Linked DNA regions of Gossypium hirsutum: region 2 is linked to region 1. A link is a contact called in public Hi-C data. All regions are on one chromosome and are shown on one strand. The core of a region is the stretch at or near the end of the contact, and the rest is flanking DNA. Distances in the headings are between cores, read along the strand shown.

Region 1 (6,748 bases), core at 1,206-3,705:
GTATTACCTTCATTTTTAAAGGATTTTTAAAAGATATGAGTGAAATTTTGAAAGGAAGCCCGGTTATTTTAAGCAAACGCAAAATTGTAACCCAACACGTTAGGGCACGATTCCTCGAATTGCTAAATATCGAACTTCGTCTTCGTTTTGAAAATTTTTTGAATGAATAATTATAGAACTAGTTGAAGACATGTTAATTCGATTTGAAATAAGACGAAATTAACCATAAAATTTGGGTTTTTAGAGAATCACCTTTCAAAAATCAAGTGAAACGATGATATGGGGTAAAGGCACATATGATGATACGATGCTTAATGATTAAGAGTATTGATTGAATAGAAGAATAAGCAATTAATCTAAAAATTGTGACCTAATTTTGATCATGTATGAATAATAATTAACAAGATGGATACCATGCAAGGAATGTATATGTATATATATAAAACAACCAATAAAGTATATGCAAAACAAAATGGAATTTAGAAGTCGAAATGGTGTAAGATTAACAAACTCATGCTATATAAGTTGACAAGCTTGAATAAAAACTTGGAACACACATAACTATTGAAATAGATACTAGAAAATGAAAGTTTGAATTAAATCGTATGTAAAATGATTAAAATGCAAATTCATTTAAAAGTTGGCAAAGTATGATAATTTAGATAAAATATGATGCAAAATAATGCTAAAGAATGCACAAAATAAATTTATGAAACATATGTACATGCAAGTTTATAAAAAAAAGGGGCATGAGATTAATAATAAGACATATATAAAATTTTAAAATAGTCTAAGAGTTATACGCATACCCTTATATCATAATATTTAGATAATATGCTATATGTAAAACACAAAAATAATATGATATATAAATACACTCAAAAATAATAATTTTATAAGTATACAAAAAAGAAGTTTCCAAGAATTATTTCATATATATATAGAGAATATTTAATAAATCATAAAACGAAAAGTATTTTAAAATAAGAAGTCTATTAGGGTAATAAACATATTAATATATAAATATATGTGTCTAAAAGTAAGTACATGCAAATTCATAGATAAGGTATATACATCCTTAATAATGTGTATGAATCAAATACATGTACTAATATAAATGGATACAAAATAACTTAAATCCTATGTGAAACATATATAAAACATATTTGAATAATAAAAGAAATATATTGACATGCAAAGATATATATATAGAGTCAAAAGCAATTATGTATAAAAATAGATAATCATTATTATAATATATACATACATATATAATAATATAAATGAAACAAATATTTAAAATGTATAAAACATGATGTTAACATTGTTAAGAGAAAACAGTTTATAACAATGGAATAACCATGACCTAAAATTAAAAAATAATTAATTAAGAACACACAAAAGGGCTATGAACTAAAGGACTTAATCAAAATTAAACTAAAACAAGAGGGGGAAATTAAGAAAATGGAACAAATGAAAAAAATGGACCAATGCGCGAGGCGCGATAATGCAGAAGGATCTAAACTGGAAATATACCGGTCCTCACAATGCAGCATTAAAACGCGGACTAAATTACAAACACGCGTAAATTGTAAAGCCAAATTAAAAAGAAGGAAAACGAAATAAATAAGGCCATATTGAATGCCCATACAAAAAGGGAGGGCCTATAGAGAAATTACCCCCTCTCCGCCAGAATGCGCGGGTCATAGGGGCTGGGAATCGGGTCGACCGGGTCTTATATACATGGCACCGTTTTGGAGCCATTGACACAGGCCCAAACGGTACCCTTTTTGGTTGCTTAAAAGGGGCCCCAAAGTCACACCATCTGGCTTAAGTAATGAAGAAAGGGGAACCCTAGCATTTTTTGCGCTGTTCAGCCCTTGTTCTATTCTCACATATGGTGAATGGCGCTTCGATGGTGCCCTTTTTGTGCCCTTGTTTCGTTTCCCGCGCCGTGGTCTGCGAATTTTGGCCTTGGAATCCTCTCACCCTTCGACGCCGACAAAGATGGTGGATTCTAGTGGCTCGCATGTGAAGGTAAGTCCCTTTTTTCTTTACTTTATTTACTCTCGAATAATAAAGAAGAACACAAGACAAGGAACAAGCAAAAGAAAGGGAACGCCTGCAAATCTAAATCGGAAACATCACCTTCGAATCTTGGTGGCCTTTTCTTTGTATTCAATATGCAAATAGTGTCTGTTTGTATTGCGTTTTCAAACATGTCCTTTATTACCAGGTTAAAATCTGGCTTTATAGCCGGAAAGAAAGAGGAAAAATAAATCAAAATACAACATTTTCTTTGTTTTGTTTTTTTTCACTGCTGTGTTTGCCTCATTCGTTTAAAGGTACAGAGTACGGGGTACGGGCGTGGCGCCAGGAGGCTGGGGCGTACAGAGCTGTTGACGTGGCTGTTGGAGGCCTGGAGGCTGAGTTGTACGGCGCCTGAAGGCTGCTGGGGTTGCTGTGGCGCAAGCCAAGGCTACTAGGGTTTCTGCCTTGGCTTTTGTTTTAGACCTTGGGCCTATTGGGCCATACGAGTTTTGGGTTAAGGTTTTACACTTAAGCTGGTTAGCTTGTATTCGGTATGGGCTTAGCTATTGGACTGTGGTTTTTTATTATTATTTATTTATTTATTTTATATATAGGTTTGGGATTTTTTAGCAGGCCCGGGCCAAAATTGGTCACTACAATATTCAATATTCAATAGAGTAGACCTCGGGTGTTTAGAAGAACTTACAACTGTATCTTTGCTCCCAAACCTAATCTGATAAGCATAATCTAGCTATGTGATCAAGGAGGGCGCGAGAACATTTGATAATTATTATAGATTTGTGGAGCCAATACATCAAACCTTGAATTGTGGGTTGAATCTCTTGGAGATGTACGCTTTAGAGGCTCGTTGGTTAGATAGAATATTGTTCGTGGTTTGACCAAGTTAGGGGAAGCAATTCATAAGTTGTGCAGTGAACGTTTGAAAGAGAAACAACGACATGAGTCACATCCTTGGTTGTAATTTGTATGAAGAACTAGTGTATGGCCCAAATTCTGCCCGGGCCCAACAACCAAAAAATCAAAATAAAAATAAATAAAAATAAATAAAAATTATAACAGTCCATTAAATGTTTAAAGCCCAGTTACATAACCAGTGACCCAATAACTAATGTGCCCTACAGCCCAATACCAATTACTAGCCCGTTGGGCCCAGTGTTCTGAGAAAGGAAACCCTACAGCGTCCTCATCACTTCCGCGCCGCAACCACAGACGAGCCCCACCCCCAGCGCCGTACGCTCGTGCCTCCACGTCAACAGCCCTCGTACACCCACGCCAAGCGCCAATACGACCCCCGTACACGCGCCTTGCTCCGCACCTATAAACAAAAACAAACAAAATGACAGTAGGACAACAGCAAATGGTAGCAAAGAAAAAATAGCAAGGAATTTCTTTGTATTTTTTCATTTGATTTCGGCTATAAAGCCATTTTTCTTTTATTTGTAACGGGGGGAAACTCCTTTTCTAAAAAAGGCAATATACTCACACAAAAAAAAGAGCTGATTCACATATTGAATAGAAAGAAATAACAAAAGGTGATTTCTTTGGTTTTTCTTCTAGGTTTTTTGCTTTAGTTTTCTACGAGTTGATTCGTTTTCTCGTTAAGCCTATCTTCATTGTTTTGTTAAGAGATCAAAGAATAAGAAAAGAAGGGCTTACCTTCGCGAACGAGCCATTGGGGACGATTTCCTCTTCGCCAAAAATCAAAGCTCGGAATCGATCTCTCGAGGCTAAAACTCAGTCTCTATACGAGGACCAAAGTGGGGAGATAAGATGGTTCCTCTACGTGCCATCGCCTACCAACTTCAATGGTGGAATGAGGATGGTCGGTTAGCAGAACGAAGAAGAGGGGGGCACTTAGGTTTTTCCTCCCCTTTCCCATCATTTGTCTGCTGCGGCGCTTAGGAGTGTCTTAGGTTTTTCTTTTTCTTTTTAACTTACAGAGGGAAACGACGTCGTCTAAGGCATGGTCTGATAGCCCTAAAAACGACACCGTACAAGCCATGTCCAATTGGACCCGATCCGAATGCCCCTGAGATTCGCGCATTTTCGTGGTGAGGGGTTATTTTCCATATCGGTCCCTTTCCTTTCGCGCTTCAGTTCAATCAGCCCACGCTTATGTTTCATTTTCTTAAAATTGCTCTTGTGATTTGCATACGTTCGCGCTTTAGTCCGTATTTGCACATAGCGTTTTGGAGTCCGGAATAATTCCAGTTTTGGTCCTCATATATTTGTATACATCATACGCTGGTCCCTTTTGTTATTTTGGCAGTTGTTTTCATTTATAATTTGTCTCTCTTATTTTAATTCAATTTCAATTGAGTCTCCTTTTTTTATTTATTCATTTTATGGTTTATTATCGTTTTTAAGACACATCCAATATTTTTTATCCTTGTTTATTTTTTTATATTATAAGTTATTTTAATGATTTGATTTCGTTTTTAATCACTTTTGTAATGTTTTTTTACATACACTACTATATATACACATATACTTTATATCAAAGTTAATTTTTTTTATTTCATATATATATTTAACCTTGTATCATTTTATACATATGGCTTCTTTTGAATTTATTCTTATATTTTATTATATAATCTTACATAACATATCCTTTAAATTATTATATATTTTTATCGTTATCTATATTTGGTCTATATATATTATTAGACCCATGTATTTTAATGTGTATTTTTGCTATGATAATATGTTTTATATATATGTTTTATATAGATTATTTTTATACTTGCCCATAATAGCATATGTATTTGACTTACATACATTTTTTAACCTATACGTATTATCATTTTCTATACGAATTCACATGAACTTACTTTTAAATTTATGTATATTAATACATTCACTACTTTAATAGATTTTTCTATTTTTAAAACCCCATTTGGCTTTGTGATTTATCAAGTGCTTTCAATACATATATGAAATCATTTTAGAAACTTTACCTTTATAATTTTAAAGATCATTATTTTTGAGTTTTTCTCGATATTATATTTATGTTTTTATATAGCCTCTTGTTTAAATATGCTTAATAAAAGGGTGCGTGTATATTTTTATATCAACAATATGTATATATATATGTGTATATTTTATTATTAATCTCATGCTTTTTATAAACTTACGTATACATATGTTTTATAAATTTATTTTGTGCATTATGTCTTGTCATATATCTCCACTATTCTTTTGTATTGTATATATTTTAAATGATCGCATACTTTTGTCAACTTTTAAATAAATTTGTGTTGAAATCATTTTACATTCAATCTAATTCAAATTTTCATTTTCTAATATCTATTTCAATAATTATATATATATTCTTATTTTTATGTAAATCTGTCAATTCATACATTATGTGTTTTAAAATATTCATTCTATGATATATATATTTTGAGGATTGCATGTGTATATTAAGCTTGTCATTGCTTTACAATAATCTTATACCATGTTGCTTCTTTGGATTGCATTTTATTTTATGCCTCTAATAATTTTATTATTATGCCATGTATGCCGTCGTTGTATTCATCATTGCCATGTTAATCGTTCTCCATGCGTAATTGAAATTGAGTTATACTTTCAAGTCGGTTACACTTAGTCACTTAGGTGTTTGTTAGTCGATCAAATAAATCGTATTGCCTCCACTCTTCTATTGTCGTATTTTATATGTACATATTACCCCATCCATCGTTTTCCTTTTGATTTTCGGAATGTGGTTTTATAAAATTTAAATTTTATGATTAATTTCGTTTCATTTCAAAAAATGCATTAATATGTTTTAAGCTAGTTTATAAGTATTCATAAAAAATCTTTAAAACGAAGGCGAAATCCGATATTTGGCAATTCGCGAAATAGTGCCCTAACGTGTTGGGTTGCAATTTCGTGTTCGCTCAAAATAATCGAATAACCCTTCAAGATTTCACTCATGTCTTTTAAAATCCCTTAAACAAAGGTGATATGCGATATTTGGCGACTCGTGGAATTGTGCCCTAACGTGTTGGGTTACGAATTTCTCACTTGCTTAAAATAATCAAATATTCCCTCAAAATTTCACTCGTATCTTCCAAAAATCCTTTAAAACGAAGGCAATACTCGGTGTTTGACGATTCGGGAATCATGCCCTATCGTGCTGGGTTGGGATTTCTCGTTTGGTCAAAACAATCGAATATTCCTTTAGGTGTTGGCTCATGTTTCCTAAAAACTCATTAAAACGAAGGCAATATTCGATGTTTGGCAATTCGGGGAATAGTACCCTATCGTGCTGGGTTGCAATTTCCCGTTTTTTCAAGATAATCGAATATCTCTTCAGAATTTCACTTATATTCTCTAAAGGGGAGGCAATGTTCGATGTTTGGAAATTCGAGGGATCGTGCCCTACTGTGCTGGGTTTTAGTTTTTCGTTGGACCAAATATTTGAGCATCCTCTTATTAATTTCAAATTATAAATTTTCGGACGTCGAAACAAAAAGATTTTGACAATCAACTCGGGTTATTCAACTTTTATTAAAAAGAGCCACATTCCAAAAAAACATTTTTCAGACATAAGGACAATATTTAATTGATTTGGTACCAATTTTGGGCGTAGTGAGGGTGCTAATCCTTCCTCATGCGTAACCGACTCCCGAGTCCATTTTTCTAAAATTTTCGTAGACCAGAGTCATTGTTTTAGTAAACCGAAAATGTTTTA
Region 2 (6,748 bases), core at 1,773-4,272, 68 kb after region 1:
TTTGGTTGTTAAGAGCTATTAGTATCTCTTTGTTTGGTGAGTTTGTTGAATTGTGTAGAATCTGTTTTTGTTATAGGAAGTGTTTTGTGTGCCACATGTAAGAGGTTCTTTTAAGTCATTGTAATGTTTTAAATTATGTCAACTTTTGTTTTATTTTGAGTTACCGCCCTTTTAGGTCCAAACTTCACTATTAAATAGATAGTCAATTTTTAATGGGAATAAAACTTTATATTATTCACTCTTAATTTTTTTTTAAAAATAATTACTATTTACCATATGTTTTTATTTATTTATTTGGCTATTTTTATTTATTTATCTAAATAAATAAACTATTTAATTATAATTTTAAAAACTAGTAATATGAAATTATCTATAAATCATTTTTATGAATTATATACTATTATACAAGAGTTTTTCTTAAACATATAGTTACATTGGTTATAAAAGGCACTTCTTATGATGAAATATCATTTTCTTATGCACGTGTTGTTAGCCAATAAAAAGAAAAGTTATATTCTACTTATTCATCATTCTACTATGCCTTTTTTGTTTTAATTTTTAAAATTTCAATCTTAATCAAATTATTTAAATTATGCCATTTTCTAAATTTTATACTGCAAATATATTATTTTGTGTGTTATTATGTCAACTTATTATTTTTTATAATATTATAAAAAAATCAATTAATGAGACTTAAATTTCGAAAAAGTATAAGAACCATCAATGATACAATTGGAGAACATGTATTAAGTCAACAATTTTATGCATTATACATAAATAATAGCATAGTTTAACCAAATAAATTGATAAATATAAAGATTAAAATTGATAAATATAAAAATTATAAAAACTGAAATTAACTATATTAAAATACATATATTAATAAATAAATAAATTAATAGCAAATTTTGAAAAATAAAGAAATTTTGTCGTAGGTCGGGAAGCTACAATTAAGTAAAACAACATATCATCGTATCAGTCATATTTTGATATAACGAAAATTTGTAAGTTTATAAAGAAATATCATTATATATAGATGCCATGATGAGTTTCCACATAGTTTATTTTTATGATCTGTCAATTCTTTATATAAATGAAAAATTGTAACTTTATAAATAGGATTAATATGTTTTTAGATTGGAGAATTAATATATTTTTAGTTTTATATAACAAGGAGAGATATAAAAGAAATACAAACGTAATAAATTTATTATTCTATTCACTGCACAGATGAGATTATAATGCTCTCAAGTGTTTTTCAGTTAAGTCGGAAAAAAAAAATACATAGGTTAAAGTATTATAGAAATCTTGTATTTTGGTTTTTATTGAGAGTTAAATGTTTATTTTTTTTTAAATATAGTCTCCTTTCGTAGCACGTTTTGTTTGTTTTAGTAACATGTTTTATTTTTCATTTGCTTTTATGTTTTTTTTTTCTAGATTAGTGGAATATTTCGATCGCTAGCGAAGGAGATGGAGAACGTGTTAGCAAATTTGCATATTGATGATGGTGAGGAGGAAGCGTGGCAGATTAATTTGGATTTTATAATGATAGATCTATCCACTGTTCTCTATTTAGTCAGTGTTTTCTAAATACTAGTGTGATGAGTTTTCAATCTATGCAAATAACTTTAGTAAATCTTTGGCATCCATCGGGTGGGGTTTCGATAACGGAAGTGGAAAGAAAAGGAAAGAAAAGGTATCTATCCTGATTTCATTACGAAGTAGATTTGTATAGAGTAGTGAATAGTGCTCCATAGATGTTTAATAACCATCTTCTTAATTTCCGCAAGCTTAAAGACAAGGAAGATCCGTTCCTTTATTATTATTTTTTTTTCAGATTTTTAGGTTAAGTTCATGATATCCTGCATGGATTAATGTCTGAAACAATAGTCAAGCAATTTGGAGATTTCATTGGGAGTTCTGTTGCTTATATGCTAAATCAATTGCTAATGGTGTTAGTAGCTATATATGTATTCGAGTGAGGGTGGATGTGTGGCATCTACTCGAAAGGAGGAAGAAAATAGTGCTCTCGCAATCAAAGCAGGTCAACGAAAAGAAAATAGTGCTAAGGGAGGAAGGCAGTTTTCGAGGAGTGATTTTATGGATAGGATGAACTTAAATCTTGGAATTAAGGTAATTCCATCAGGTAATGGATGGATATCAGGTTGGGCCGAATGGATATCGGTAAAGTAATGTATCAAATATACCATTTTGATAAATAATCTTGTAGTGGGCCAAATTTGTCTGGTCCGAGCAAACAAAAAACAAAACAAAAAAAATCAAAAAATATTATAATAGTCCTTACAGTCCAATTACAGAAACTAGTGGCCCAACTACAAGAACAGGCCCAACAGGCCTATAGCTCAGTTACATGACCCAAATTCAAAAAAATAACCTAATACAAGCCCAACCTCAAAATTACATCGGCCCAAATGGCCCAAAAATTTTAGAACAGAAACCCTAGCAGTTCCTGCTTGCGCCTCAGCCTCCCACGCGCGCCACCACCTCCGTACGATGCCAGCGCCGTACGCTCCGTACCGTCCAGCAGCCACGCCCGCGCCAGCACATCCGCACCTGCAGAGAAACAAACAAGCAACAACAGCAAATACAAACAAAAGAAAAATATTGTATGATTATTTTGTTAAATTTCTTTTCTCTCTTTTTCGGCTATAAGGCCGAGATTTCAATCCTTGTAATCGGTTACGAACGAAAATATACGCACAGAGAATACAAAAAAGCAGAGGTGACTTCTTTCTTCCTCGAATCCTTTTAGTTTTCTATGCATCGTTTCGTTTCTAGTTTGGGTCATTCACCATTACTGTTTTAAAGAAAAATAAACAAAAGAACGGTGACAGAGGAGCCTTACCGTGCAAGCGAGCCATGGTTTTCTTCTCCCTTCTTCGTCGAAATCGAAGTTGAGGAGGGATTTCGGGCTAAGATTCCCTCAGGCTCGAAGAGTCCCACACGATGAAGATGAATCGGCATTTAGCAAAGGGGATTAGGGATTTGAAAATAGGCAGAATGGGTGCTTGTTGATTCGGTTGGTTTAGTCCATATAAGAGACTGGGAACGGCGCCGTTTTGACCAATTTTAACGGTCTAGATACGGCGTCGTGTGGTGGCTTTCACCCAATGACCCGACCCACGCCTGGTTAAGACCCATGTGTTAGGTCAGAAAGGGATATTTGCACCTTAAGTCCACTTGTTCGGCGTTGTGTCATGATTGAGTTCTACCAGCTTTTCCCTTTGTTTTTTTAATTTATACATTTAATTTACAAGTGAAATCAATTCGATCCACCCTTCAACGCAGCACTCAGGGATCTCGTATATTGCCAGTTTTAACCCCTATGAGTCTGCACGCGTTAAGCTTTGGTCCTTCCTCTAATTTCAGTAATTTATTGTATTTATTAATTATCCTTTTAGTTTCATTTTTGTTTCAATTGAGTTTCTTTTTATTTACTCATTACTCTCAGCATATTTTATTCTTTGAAACCCTTTTATTTTTGAAAATTTACTTATTATTCACCTTTTAATATATTATTTTGGAGTATTTTATTAAGTTTTGCATGGTTTTAGTTTGTTATTCATATTTTCATTTATATATGTAAATATATCTCTACATGTAACTATATATATCTATTTGTTTATTTTCTTTTAAATTTGTTTGTTTAAAATGTTCTTTTATATATACATACATATACACTTTATAAGAAGGTTAATTCTTTTTATGCATTTTATTAATCTTATATTATTTTACATACATAATTCCTTTTAAATTTATTCTTATATATTATTACATGATCCTACATAATATATTTTTTAGGTTATTATTACGTAAGTACATATGTTTATCGATACCTATATTTGGTATATATATTACTATTAAATCTATGTATTTTACACACACAGTTTTCTTGATATACATATTTATATAAGCATGTTCTTAAATCCATTACATAGTTTATTATAAAATTAACTTAATCTCGTATGTATTTCTATGTTTTTTTACGAATGATTATTTTCAAAGTTATTTATGCATATATTTTGTAAATCTATTTTGTGAATTACATCTCATCATGTATTTTATTATCCTTTCATATTATATATTATTTGAATTATCATATATTTTGTAAACTCTTAAATGGACTTGTGTTTAAATTATTTTACATGCAATTTGATTCAAACTTCTATTCTATAATATTTATTTCGGTAATTATATATTCTTAGTTTCTATGCAAATTTTTCAACTTATGCATTATGTGTTTTAAAAATGTTCATTCTACAATATATGTTTTGATGATTGCATGTATATACCAAGTTTGTTTTTATAAATAGTTTCTAATTTATCAATCCATCAATTCATATAGTGTGCATCGCGTACTTACCATTGTTTAAAATAGTTTTATACCATATTGCTTCTTCGATTTGCATTTTGTTTCGTGCGACTAATAGTAATCATTTGTTATTATGCCATGTATGTTGTCGTTGCATATTATTTATTTATTGTCATGTTAATTATTCTCCATGCATGGTCGAAATTGAGTTGTATTTCCAAGTTAGCTATACTTAGTTGCTTAAGTGCTTGTTAGTTGATTAAATAAATTGCATTACCTCCACTCTTCCATTGTCGTATTTTATGCGTACGTATATTACCCCATATCATCGTTTTCCACTTGGTTTTTGAAATGTGGTTTTATAAAATCCCAATTTTTATGATTAATTTCGTCTTATTTCAAATCGAATTAATGCATTTTAAGCTAGTTTCACAATTATTTAAGAATTCTTTAAAACGAAGGTAATATTCGATATTTGGCAATTCGCGGAATCGTGCCCTAACGTGTTGGGTTGCAATTTCTCGTTTGCTCAAAGTAATCGAAGGTTCCTTTAGAATTTCACCCATGTCTTTAAAAAATCCTTTAAACGAAGGCGATGTTCGATATTTGGCGATTCGCGGAATCGTGCCCTATCGTGCTGGGTTTCAATTTCTCGATTGTTCAAAATAATCGAAGGTCCCTTTTGAATTTCACTCATGTCTTTAAAAAACTCTTCAAAACGAAGGTAATACTCGATGTTTGGCAATTCGGGGAATCGTGCCTTATCGTGCTAGGTTGCGATTTCCTGTTTGTTCAAAATAATCGAATATTCCTTTGGAATTTCACTCGTGCTTCCTAAAGCAAGGCAATGTTCAATGTTTGAAAATTCGAGGAATCGTGCCCTACCGTGCTGGGCTTCGATTTTTCGTTAGGACTGAATAATTGGGCATCCTTTTATACTTTTCAACGTATAAACTTTCGGAAGTCAAAATTTATCGTTGTTTTCGGGGGTATAAAGGATAGTGTCCTACCGTGCTGGATATGGTGCTGCATTCCTCCGAAATAAGAGAATTTTGGCAACCAACTCGAGCCATTCAAATATTTCAAAAGGAATCACCTTTCAAAAACTCTTTTTCAAATCTTAGACATAAGGACAGTATTTAATCGATTTGGTACCAATTTTGGGCGTAGTGAGGGTGCTAATCCTTCCTCATACGTAACCGACTCCGGAGCCTATTTTCTCATATTTTCGTAAGACCAAAATCGTTATTTTAGTAAAAAGAAATATTTTATTAAAATAACTGAATTTCTAGGTGATACGATCACACTTAAACAAAAAGGATTGGTGGCGACTCCATGTTTTATTTTCAAAAAGTCGATTCCCCATTTTTTTATTAAACTTAAAATTTCGAAAGATGGTTTCGACAAATCTCATGAGCATACCATATACCATTTGAGTTATTAATTTTTAATTTTTAATTTTTTTTATTATTGGATTAAAAAGGGCCAAAAAGAACATCTCTTTATCTACAACATCGGCAATGTATAAAAAACAGATTGTGATAGAGGTCAAGCTCTCGCTGCAAATCGTAGCATATTATTTCATTAAAAACTTTGTTTAGAGTGCAAGATACACTACATAAATCATCAACCGCCAAAAAGGATTAATTACACTTTCCAATAATTACATGGATGAGGATCTATACAATACAAAAGTTGCCATTAATTGAGGCACAACAGCATTCAAGAGAACAAGAGGGCAAGAGAAAGAAAGAAAGAATCATGAATGTCGACAGGCAGGAGCACAAGGTAAGCAAAACCTAAACCACGACCCAAAAAAATTTTGCGACACACGACACGCACATATAAAGGCATGCAAACCAAACTTAACTCGTCGCTGTAGTACATAGAATACATCGCATCCGAGGACCACCAGCCTCGCTACCATTGTCATCCTCCTGCTCGTCCTCATACTCATACTCATATAACCCCTCAGAGGGACCTCCAGTCCCTTTTTTGTTGGTGCTATTAGTTTCAGTAGATTCCATCAAGCAAGTCGTGTGATAAGCATGGCAGCAAAAGAACACGACGACTGATACGTTTTGTATCGAGAAAGGATCAAAACACATGCAACATCTGCCACCTCCCCTTGTTTTAGATTTAACCTCCATATTTCTTACACTAGGTGTTATGACTTGAGAAGCTCTACTGGCATCCCTCTTGGATCGTGCATCATCTTCTTCATTACTCAAGCAAACTGCTCGTTTCGCTTCATTGTAGTATTTTACCGACAGGTTAACACAATCAGCCTGTATATTTCACATTTACACCAAATGTCACGTTTCTCAAATCAGAATTCCGAGTATTACAACAATTTGCTAAGAGTAAGAGGAACAGTAGTACCTTGAGTATATCGTTGCAGCCATGTCTGAGAGA

What was found. Hi-C and Micro-C count contacts between places; a contact is called where the count stands out from the background.
Region 2: a contact with region 1 is called in a Hi-C map of hypocotyl, with 2.7 times the contacts expected there. The contact joins the promoter of LOC107889150 here to the enhancer-like site in region 1. A contact is called at or near these places in 3 of 34 Hi-C or Micro-C datasets (hypocotyl and leaf).

The regions. Positions count from the first base shown.
Region 1 is chrA09:63,294,211-63,300,958 of Gossypium_hirsutum_v2.1, forward strand. No RefSeq gene overlaps it. Among protein-coding and RNA genes, the nearest start is that of LOC107891586, 20 kb to the right of the region's middle. Within about 2 kb of position 2,456, at least 9 of the 9 cell types and tissues checked have an H3K27ac peak or open chromatin away from gene starts, as enhancers often do. A contact at or near this core is called in hypocotyl and leaf, where this site is marked.
Region 2 is chrA09:63,362,109-63,368,856 of Gossypium_hirsutum_v2.1, forward strand. It overlaps LOC107889150, which reads right to left and starts at 3,023. Exons shown (of 2, transcript XM_016813487.2): 1 at 2,867-3,023; 2 at 2,273-2,574. The coding sequence starts at 2,985. The coding sequence ends at 2,364. It overlaps LOC107889151 (vacuolar protein sorting-associated protein 41 homolog), which reads right to left. Exons shown (of 19, transcript XM_016813489.2): 18 at 6,716-6,748; 19 at 5,876-6,621. The coding sequence ends at 6,199.